Linked DNA regions of Rattus norvegicus: region 2 is linked to region 1. A link is a contact called in public Hi-C data. All regions are on one chromosome and are shown on one strand. The core of a region is the stretch at or near the end of the contact, and the rest is flanking DNA. Distances in the headings are between cores, read along the strand shown. Region 1 overlaps Cgnl1 (cingulin-like 1). Region 2 overlaps Cgnl1 (cingulin-like 1).

Evidence for each region. Hi-C and Micro-C count contacts between places; a contact is called where the count stands out from the background.
Region 2: a Hi-C map of kidney shows a contact between it and region 1, with 2.2 times the contacts expected there. The contact joins two enhancer-like sites. A contact is called at or near these places in 4 of 12 Hi-C or Micro-C datasets (hepatocytes, kidney and liver).

Annotation. Positions count from the first base shown.
Region 1 is chr8:81,169,062-81,173,610 of GRCr8, reverse strand. Cgnl1 (cingulin-like 1) reads left to right here. Exons shown (of 19, transcript NM_001389277.1): 14 at 1,676-1,765. Among named protein-coding and RNA genes, the nearest start is that of Myzap, 48 kb to the right of the region's middle. Within about 2 kb of position 2,305, at least 3 of the 93 cell types and tissues checked have an H3K27ac peak or open chromatin away from gene starts, as enhancers often do. A contact at or near this core is called in kidney, where this site is marked.
Region 2 is chr8:81,223,146-81,227,694 of GRCr8, reverse strand. The region is part of intron 8 of Cgnl1 (cingulin-like 1); the gene reads left to right. Among named protein-coding and RNA genes, the nearest start is that of Cgnl1, 80 kb to the left of the region's middle. Within about 2 kb of position 2,759, at least 2 of the 93 cell types and tissues checked have an H3K27ac peak or open chromatin away from gene starts, as enhancers often do. A contact at or near this core is called in kidney, where this site is marked.

The sequences.
Region 1 (4,549 bases), core at 1,056-3,555:
ATTCTGGATGGACAGGAACTTGAAGCAGCAGCTGACCATGTCCTGAGTTAGTTTCTGGGACTTTCTGCTCCCAGGGGAGAACTTTTGGTTCTTTATAGGTCTTTTTGTTTTGTTTTAGATTTATTATGTATACAGCATTCTGCCTGCTTGTATGTCTGCAGGCCATACGAGGGCACTAGACCTCATTATAGATGTTTATGAACTAACCATGTAGTCACTGGGAACTTAACCTCTGAGCCATCTCTCCAGCCCCCTTTATAGGTTTTACATTTTATTTAATGTTATTTATTATTGTGTGTGTGTGTGTATGAATGTGGAAGATGGAAGACACTTGGCTGAGTCCGTTCTCTCCATTTTCACGTGGGTTCTGGAGTCTGAACTCTAGTCTCCGTCTTCACAATAGACAGTTCATCAGTCACACGAGTTCCAAGAGCTTCCTAGCTGGTGTTTACAGAGCCACCCACAGTTGTCCGTCCACACTGGCAGGTCCATAGTTCATACTTAGACACAAGTGCTGCCTTTGAAAAGTCAAAATCTTGGTTTTTAAAAAGCATCTGTCGGGGCTAGAGAGACGGCTCAGTGGTTAAGAGCGAGGGACTGCTCTTCCAGAGGACCCACATAGTGGCACACAACCCCACTTGAGACTCCATTCCAAGGAAATCTGACAGCCTCTTGTGGCTTCCACAGGTACTGCACATGTGTGGTACACAGACTTGCAGGCAGACAAAACATGTATATGCATAACATAAAAGAATGAAAACATTGTTTTATAAATAATACATTTTAAGAAGCACCCATGACCAAGTTTACCCAGACCTATGTAAAATCTACTGGAGACAGAAGAAACGTAGGTTCAAGTTCCCCAGCGCTGAGTGCGGAAACCTCTTTCTCTCATTCATAAAACTACTCTGAAATGCTTCTCTCTGAATTCCCAGTGATGTTTAATAGCGTCCAGAGGAACAGACTGTCATTACTCTGTGATGGTGATTTACCAGAATTGGCCACCACTGTCCTGTGCAATCCAGTGCGGGTTCGGGAGTGTCCACTGCTGGTTACCGGGTGCTGTAGAAAAGAGGCAGGTCACTCATGGGAGAAAGCTTCTGGAGCATGAAGTATTTGTAGAACTGTCCGGGCTGCCTTCCCAGTTAAGACACAAACTATACCAACACATCCTTAGTGCGTTTGTTTCGTTCATCGGGGCTTAGGGTAATGCTTTTCTCCTTTTGTATATTTCCTGTGTGCCCAACTGTATCACAAAAGCAACAACACATTTTTAAAATACCTGCTGTGGACAGTGTAAGAAATGACACAGATAAAAGCTGGGGGTGTCTGTCGCTAGTAGAACACTTGCCTAGCAGTGAAGCTCTGGGTTCAATTTCAAGCACTGAATATAAGGCTCGATCTTGTAACACCAGCACTTGGGAGGTAGATGTAGGAAGAGCAGGTTTGAGATGATCCTGGGCTACATAGGAAATTTGAGGGTACTCTGGGATCCTTTAGGAAGAAGGAAAGAGAAGAAGAGAAGGAGAGAGGAAAAGAAATAGATGCCTTATGTTCGCAAGCCCTAACAATGCTCGGTTCTCATTTGCTCTCGGGGTTTCTTTCCATGGGCACCCCGTGCTCCTAATGCAAGTAAGTCGAACTGAAGTGACCTGTTTGTGTCCTCCTTTCCCAGGACAAGGTGTCCCAATTGGAGATTGAGTTGGAAGAAGAAAGAACGAACGCTGACTTGCTGTCTGAGAGGATCACTTGGAGCAGGGAACAGGTATGAGGGAGTTGTTGAAGGGAGAAGTGTGTGGCACTATGGGAAATGAGGCATGAGAGGTTGAGCCTAGGGACTCAGAGTGAGGAGGAGACAGTCTTGCCTTACAGAGCACAAGGAGAGATTCAGTAGTCTTTGACATCATAAGCCACTGGGAGGGAAGGGATTGGTAACATGAGGGAATTTCCTAGAGTGGTGGCAGGAAATGATATATTAGTTGCAGAAACCAAGGTTCACCTCAGGGTGACTAGGCTGGAGGTTTGGGGGGCGTCAGTGGGCTGGCAGTCCCTGCTCACAAACGAAGATGAAGGTCACTGGCTCCTTTGCCACCCACCCTTCTGATGTGCATGCGTTTCCATGGGGAGTGAGGCTCTGGTTCTGTGTTGGCTCCTGAGCTGTGCTCATGGTGGGGTAGCATTCAGAAGCCTGAGCAGCAGAGGTTTAGAGAGGGACTTTCTCGAATGCCAGGACACAGATGGGCAGCTCAACCTTGACATTGGCTCCCCACAGTTCTTCCTGTGTTTTCTAAGTTCTCGTACTGGCCTCAGAGCTGTTTTGTTAGGAGGTCCTGCCAGTCTGGTTAAGCAGCCGTTGTACCTCAGGGCATTCCAAGTCTGCTAAGCATGCATAATGAGAGAAATGCCCGTAGGTTTGTTTTGTCCAGGTTCCCTGTGATTGAAGTACAGTGGGAGGAATGGTGAGAACTGTCACCTTACTAATATTCCAGGCGGTTAAAACCAGTTTTCAGTTCCACCATGAATACCCAGAAGAAAACACAGGCATGCTGAACCAGAACACAGCACTTCCACTGGTTCAGCTGCTGGCCCAGAACCATGAGGTGTCTGGTCCCAGAGCGCCTTTGGCTTTCTCCTCTCACTGAGTCATGGGATGCGACTGCTCGCCTCAGTGATCAATGCTGAAAATTTTCCATTGAGCCAAGAACTTGAGGGTTCATGCTGGAGGACTCCATGCGCAGACTTAGGTCTGCTCCTGTGCTGGCCTCCTGTGGAGCTTTGGGGGATTCCCAGATTACTGAGTCTGGAGATGTAGCTCAGTTTGCAGGGTACTTGCCCATCATGCACAAAGTCCTGGGTTCAATCCCCGGCACTGCAAAAACTGGCATGGTAATGCATGGCTGTGATTCTAAGAAGTGAAGGCAGGAGGATCAGACATTCAAGGCCATCTATCCTTGGCTACATCTTAAGTTCAATGCCAGCCTGGGCTACACAAGACCTTTTCCACAAATAAACCAAAGCTATTTATGTAGAAGTATCTAAAGGTGTCCCCTCTCCAAACCTGCCAATTGTCCAGTTCCATTTCTGCCTTGTCATTTCTGGGAGGTAGAGAAAGTAAGTGCATGCTTGCTGTAAATGGAGAAACTGAAAATCAAGTTCAAATTGATGTAGAAACTGATGAGAAACAAACCCAAAGCTCTAAGACCGATGCTGCTTCCCCTTCCTTCCCTCCCTCCCTTCCTTCCATGGTTTGTGGTGATAGGTCTTGTTATGAAGCCCATGCTAGCCTCTACCTGTCTATCCTCCTGCCTCAGCCTCTGAGCACTGGTGAGTGATGCCTGTTGATGGAGGTCTCTGACCCCTTCTGGCCCTTGATGCCTCCTGATTAGAGAGGGACATTTGAGAAGAATGTCCCGCTTCACCAACAATCCTTTGTCTCAAATGCTGGCTTTCTGCCTTTAAAGGGCATGTAGACAGGGCATGTAGACAGGGCATGTAGAGAGTCAGTGCTGACTTCCCAGGGACATGCACCTGTGGCTGCCTGTCATATCGCAGCAGGAAGGGGACCCTTAAAAGCTGAACCCCTTTCTCCTCTAATCAGTTCTGAGTTTCTGATATCCTAACAAAGTCAGGAGACTAAAGGACAGAAAGTGGCACCGGTCACCTTGAGTCCTATGAATGGCATTAGCCAGGGACTCCCAGCAAATTACAGCTAGAAAAAGAGGAAGCACAAGAAAAGATTAAAACAACAACAACAACAAAAACAAAAACAAAACAAAAAACAAAAACAAAAACAAAACCCTCTTGCTGTCTTTTAAAAGTAAAGTTTTCTGTTCTCTATTTAAAACTGAGCACTCCTAAGTTCTGAATCCTGTTTCCTCCCAATATATCCAGTCTTTCCCCTCATCCCAGCGTTAGGTCTTAGGTAAATAGGCCAGACCAAAGGGCTCTGGCAATCTAAGCCTAAGGCTGGCCCTCTGACAGGACCTTGGGTTAAATCTGCAGAATTGTGTAATGGATGAAAGATTTGAGACCCAGAACCACGAAGGACTTAAGGCAGAGTCCTGTGGCAGGTAGCTCTAAGGGCTAACTTAGGCTTCCTCTTCCCAAACATGGTGTTTTAGCTACCAGAGCCTGGAAAATACAGCAAATATGGCTTCATGCATGGCAGAGTGGTAAAGCTGCAGAATTCCGGAGTGATCCTAGGAGAGGAACTAGATTTAACAAGCAGAAAACTAACAGTAAAACGGCACAGGTGCTAAATACCAAGAGTGGGATGCCAGTCCATGAGGGAAAGGCCCTTAGTGAAATCTTGGCCAGGCATCAACCTTGAAGAAGTGATCCAGCAGAGTAGCTGGGCACAGTGGGTGTGGCATCAGAGCCAGAACAGGTCGACAAGTCAGCACCGGATGTTGAGAAGCAACGAAAGCTCACACATTTCTGGTTTCCATGAAGAAAGTGGAGGGGCCGGGTTTGGAGAGGCAAGGCTTTGAATGGCTGCATCCTGAAGGCAAGGGGAGCCATGGAAGGCTATTCAGCAGAGCAGTGAAGC
Region 2 (4,549 bases), core at 1,510-4,009, 54 kb before region 1:
CATTAAAGATCATTGAATATGGGAGGTGGGAGGGGGAGACAGACATAGTGAATGGAGCAGAGAATGAGGGAGAAAGGGGCGATGAGGGAGGGAAAAAGGAGAGGGGGTAGAAGAAGGAAGAAGAGAGTAAGTGGAGGTAAGGAAGACGAGGGGAGGGAGAGAAGGAGGAGACAGACAGAGACTAACAGAGGGAGGTGGATACCAAAAGCCTGAGGGAGAGGCTGAGCCTCTTAAATGGATGGGGTACATCGCTTTGGAGCAGCAAGGCTTGCTCTGTCTTTCCTGGTGACAGTGTTGAGGGACACTTGTCTATGCTGCCACTTAACACAGAGGCCTGCCCCTCTGAGCCTCCTCAGCTACTTTTTAATAAGATTATGACCCATTTCCTCTCCACTGGTTCTGGAAGAGGAGGGGAAGGGAACAGACCAGGGATGGTTCCATTCTGCTTGGGACCTTTCTAACAGTCATGCTGACTTTGTAAAAGGACTGAGTGAATGGGCGGGTCAGTAGGGTTGAAGCCGGAAGGGATAGCTTGTGTTTGTAGGTGGTGAAGATCCGTGGGGGCTGCTCACTGACTGTTGTCTGTTCTAATGGAACTCCGTGGAAGTCCTGGCTCCCCAGCATCCATCTCGAGAGTAACATGGATCACGTGCCTGTGTGCTTCCACTGCTCCATTTTAGGGGCTGCTGGGGCCTGAACCCAGGTACCTGGTACAGTTGGCGGATCCTACCTACTGAGCTGCATCCCCAGTGGATTTACGTTTAAATATCTTCCAACATTTCAAAGGCTTCCCAAGTGAGACAGACATTCTGAATTCTTTGGATTGTCACAAATATTGCCTGGAGTCCAGAAGTGTGAATGAGGAAAAGCCATGACTACTGATGGACGGTGTCAAACAAACCAAGAGTGTTTCCTTGTGTAGATATGGTCATACCACAGGAACTAGGAAGTGCTGGAGAGCAGCTATTTAAATAACCGAGAACAACCACAGACATCCAGTCCTTAATATCTGGGAGGGAAAAGCTTTATCAGAAAGCTTGCTTAATTTGCCTCCCCCCCCCCTCTGTGTGTGTGTGTGTGTGTGTGTGTGTGTGTGTGTGTGTGTGTGTGTCTGAGTCTGACTCTCTAAACCCTGTCTGGTAGATGTTTTTCTGAAGTCTTGCCAAGACCATTAATTAGATTTTTATTTGGTGGAAGAATTTGGCATTATCATTTGATCATTTTGGGTGAAAAATGGAATTTGTCATGTGCTCTAAACCCATTCGTGGGAATCTCATGGACACTGGAATGTCTACAGCAGCAGAGGAAATCAGGCTACTGATGGCATCATGGGAGCCCAGTTCTAAGTTGGCCTCCAATGGCTGTACTTTAGTTACCTTACTCCTTTGGAGTCTCTTCCCACATTGACTGCCGTTATAGGAAGAACAATGTGTGGCTTCTTGGTAGGTCTTGGGAGACATGATGGCTTCTCTCCTTGGTTTCTCTCAGCTCTCTTGCTCAGAGGAGAGCTAGCTGCATCGTTTCAAGACTATTCAAATAGCCCGTGAGAAGACCCAAGCTGTAAGACATTGAATCTACCTGTCTGCTGTCATATGATTGTGCCATTTTGGAGGCAGAGCCTTTAGTTCTGGTCCGCAAGCCTCCCTCCCCACTTTTGTAGTGCATGGCAGAATACCACGGACTTCACCCAGCGCCTTGTGCCTGCCAGGCACCTGATCTACCACTGAGCTGCATCCTCAGCTCCCCTCCCATTTCTTTTGAGGTAGGGTCTCACTAAGTTGCACAGGCAGGTGTTAAACCCACTCTGTAGCCCAGGCTTTGAACTTTTAATCCTCCTGCTTTAGCCTGGAATGACAGGCCTGTGCCACCAGGCTCAAGTTGGCCAACATCCTGGCTCCTGGTTCACTGGAGCCAGCATCACTACATCACTTCTACTACCCCAGAAACTTGTGAAGGCAAACAGCGGTTGTTGTTTAAGGCTGGATTGTGAGGAAATTGGTTATGTAATAGTAGATAATTACTATAACATTTTAACTTACTCTAGACAGTTATGGTCTTATTTATATTTGTGTATCCAAAAGGTTGTGTGTGTGAGTATGTGTATGTCTGTGTGTGTGAATGTGTAAATATGTATGTGTATATATTGTGTGCGTGTGTGTTGAGTGTATGAATGTATATGTGTATTATTTTTATTTATTATTTTTTCTTTTTTTCGGAGCTGGGGACCGAACCCAGGGCCTTGCGCTTCCTAGGCAAGCGCTCTACCACTGAGCTAAATCCCCAACCCCGTAGATGTGTATTTATGTGCATATGTGTGTGTATGTGGGTATCGAGTGTAGTATATGTAGAGAGGTGCCAGTGCCAAGGCCAGAAGAGGGCACTGGGTAGTCCTGCTCTCCTGTTCTCTGCTTTATTCTCGAGTCGTGCTGGTAGCCAGCAAATTCCAGAAAGCCTCCTGACCTGGCCCTCTGCATCGCTAGGGTCACAGGCACACAGACAGCCTTGGTGAGCTTCTTTTGTTGGACCTGGGGATCTCAGCTCAGTTCCTTTTGCTTGTTTACCAAGTGTTCTCACCTACTAAGTCCTCTCGGTCCTGCAGATAATGTGCTTATCCATCTTGGGCCTGAACTGGTAGAGATGGATTTAGGTGCTTCGTGCGTGGTGGACGAATTCCGGTGGCAATCATTACACAGCAGGTAGGTGCCCCGAGGAGTGATTAGATGTGGTTTAGTGAGTTTTGAAGTACAGAGTGAGTCATGTGTTCAGGACTCTGGAAATGTGTAAGAGCAAGTTAGCGTCACACACACACGGAGGAAAAATCCTTCTGCCCTGGTCACCTTCGGACAAGGGAACTAGTTTAAGCCAGCATCATTCAGTTAATTTCACAAAAGGCAAACTAGAGGGCAAATTGTTTGCTCCATTATTGGTGACTGGACAGAGACCTCAGCTCCACCCTGGCAAACTCAGCAACCTGAGGGGTGTCCTCCTAATCTTTTAGGGTCTCTACTCAGACTTTGATGCTGAGAGAAAATTCAGCCAATAAGATGAAGCAGAGACGGGGATTTTATTGACGATGCTTTTAATACAGGCTTGAAGTTAAGAGAAAGAGGTGCTCAGGAAATAAGGCTATGCTAATGTGGCCTCCCCAAAGGAGCGTCATAGCTGTCTTAGCATTGGCCATTAGATACTCTGTTGGTGGTTCTAGAGAAACCTTTCCTTTTTCTTTTCTCTCCTTTAAACACCATCTTTTGCTACCATTTTGAGAACTTTATACATGGATACATTTTGATCAACTTACCTTCACGTCTCTCCCAGTTTATATCTGATCTACCCCTCAGTCCTGGCTTCATGGTTTCCCTTTTGTTCTCTTTTAAATAATCCACCAAATCCAGTTTGCTCTGTCCATAAACCCATTGGCATGGACCCCCAATGGAGCACAGTTGACCTACTAGGGGCCACACCCTCAAAGAAAGCTGACTCTCCCTCTCTCTGCCATTATCAACCATTGATAGCTCTTCAGCAAGTGGGGGGCTCAAGAACTCCTTCCCACACTGGAATGTTGACTGACCTCATTGCCTCTCCAACCACCTCTGGCTCTTGGAATCTTTCCACCCCTTCTTCCACAATGGTTCCTGAGCCGTGTGTGTGTGTGTGTGTGTGTGTGTGTGTGTGTGTGTGTGTGTGTGTGTGTGTGATACCATGGTCCTGTTTGTGGCTGAGCCTTCCATACACTTCTTCTCTGCACTTTGACTAGTTGCCAAGTTTCTCCACTAACCACTGTCCACGGTGCAGAGAAACTTCTCTGATGAGGTCTGAGAGCTGTGCTCACCTGTGCTTACGGAGAAAGGTATTTAGGGGGCAGGTTTTGTACAGTAGCAAAATAGTAGTCATAGGCTCATCCCTGTGGCCTGTGCTCTTCCACTTTTGAGAACTGAGAAAAGAGAGCTGGCTTTGAAGATGAGTTGGATGGAATTATCATCTGATAAGGTAAAACCAGGGCTGCTGTAGTTGGGCAAAAGCTTTAGTGCACACACTTTCCTCAAAAATGGGGTTTCTGATGCGTGGATTCAAAGCCTGCAGGTTTCCAGCCAGGAGGGGAGAAAGGCCTTCCATGGTTGTACACTGTGTTGGGATTCTTGTTCCAACCCAAGCTCCCTTTCCTTCTCAAGTTCCCCCAAATTTCTCTATTTTTCTTGCCTCAGTTTCTCAGGGAGACTGCAGAAACTTCCAGAGCAGGAAACAGAGCTGGGATGTGCAGTTGGCCTGGGAGTAGGTGTGTGAGTGCCAGGGGAGTGGCCTTTCCTCAGGAAATTCCAGTGCTGTGGATGGGCCTTTTCCTTGGGGATACAGATGCTGTGGAGAACAGGGCCAAGCACACATATTTTTGCCTTTGAACACTTCCCTTCCTTTTGTTTTATTTGGTAAATTTCTATTCATTTTTCTCAAGTGTGTGGTCTGAAGGGAAGAAATCTGGCTGTGTCTGGATTTAAGGAAACTTTGAGTCCATTTATACATAGTGGGAGGAAAAAGCCTGGATGTTCATCAAAGA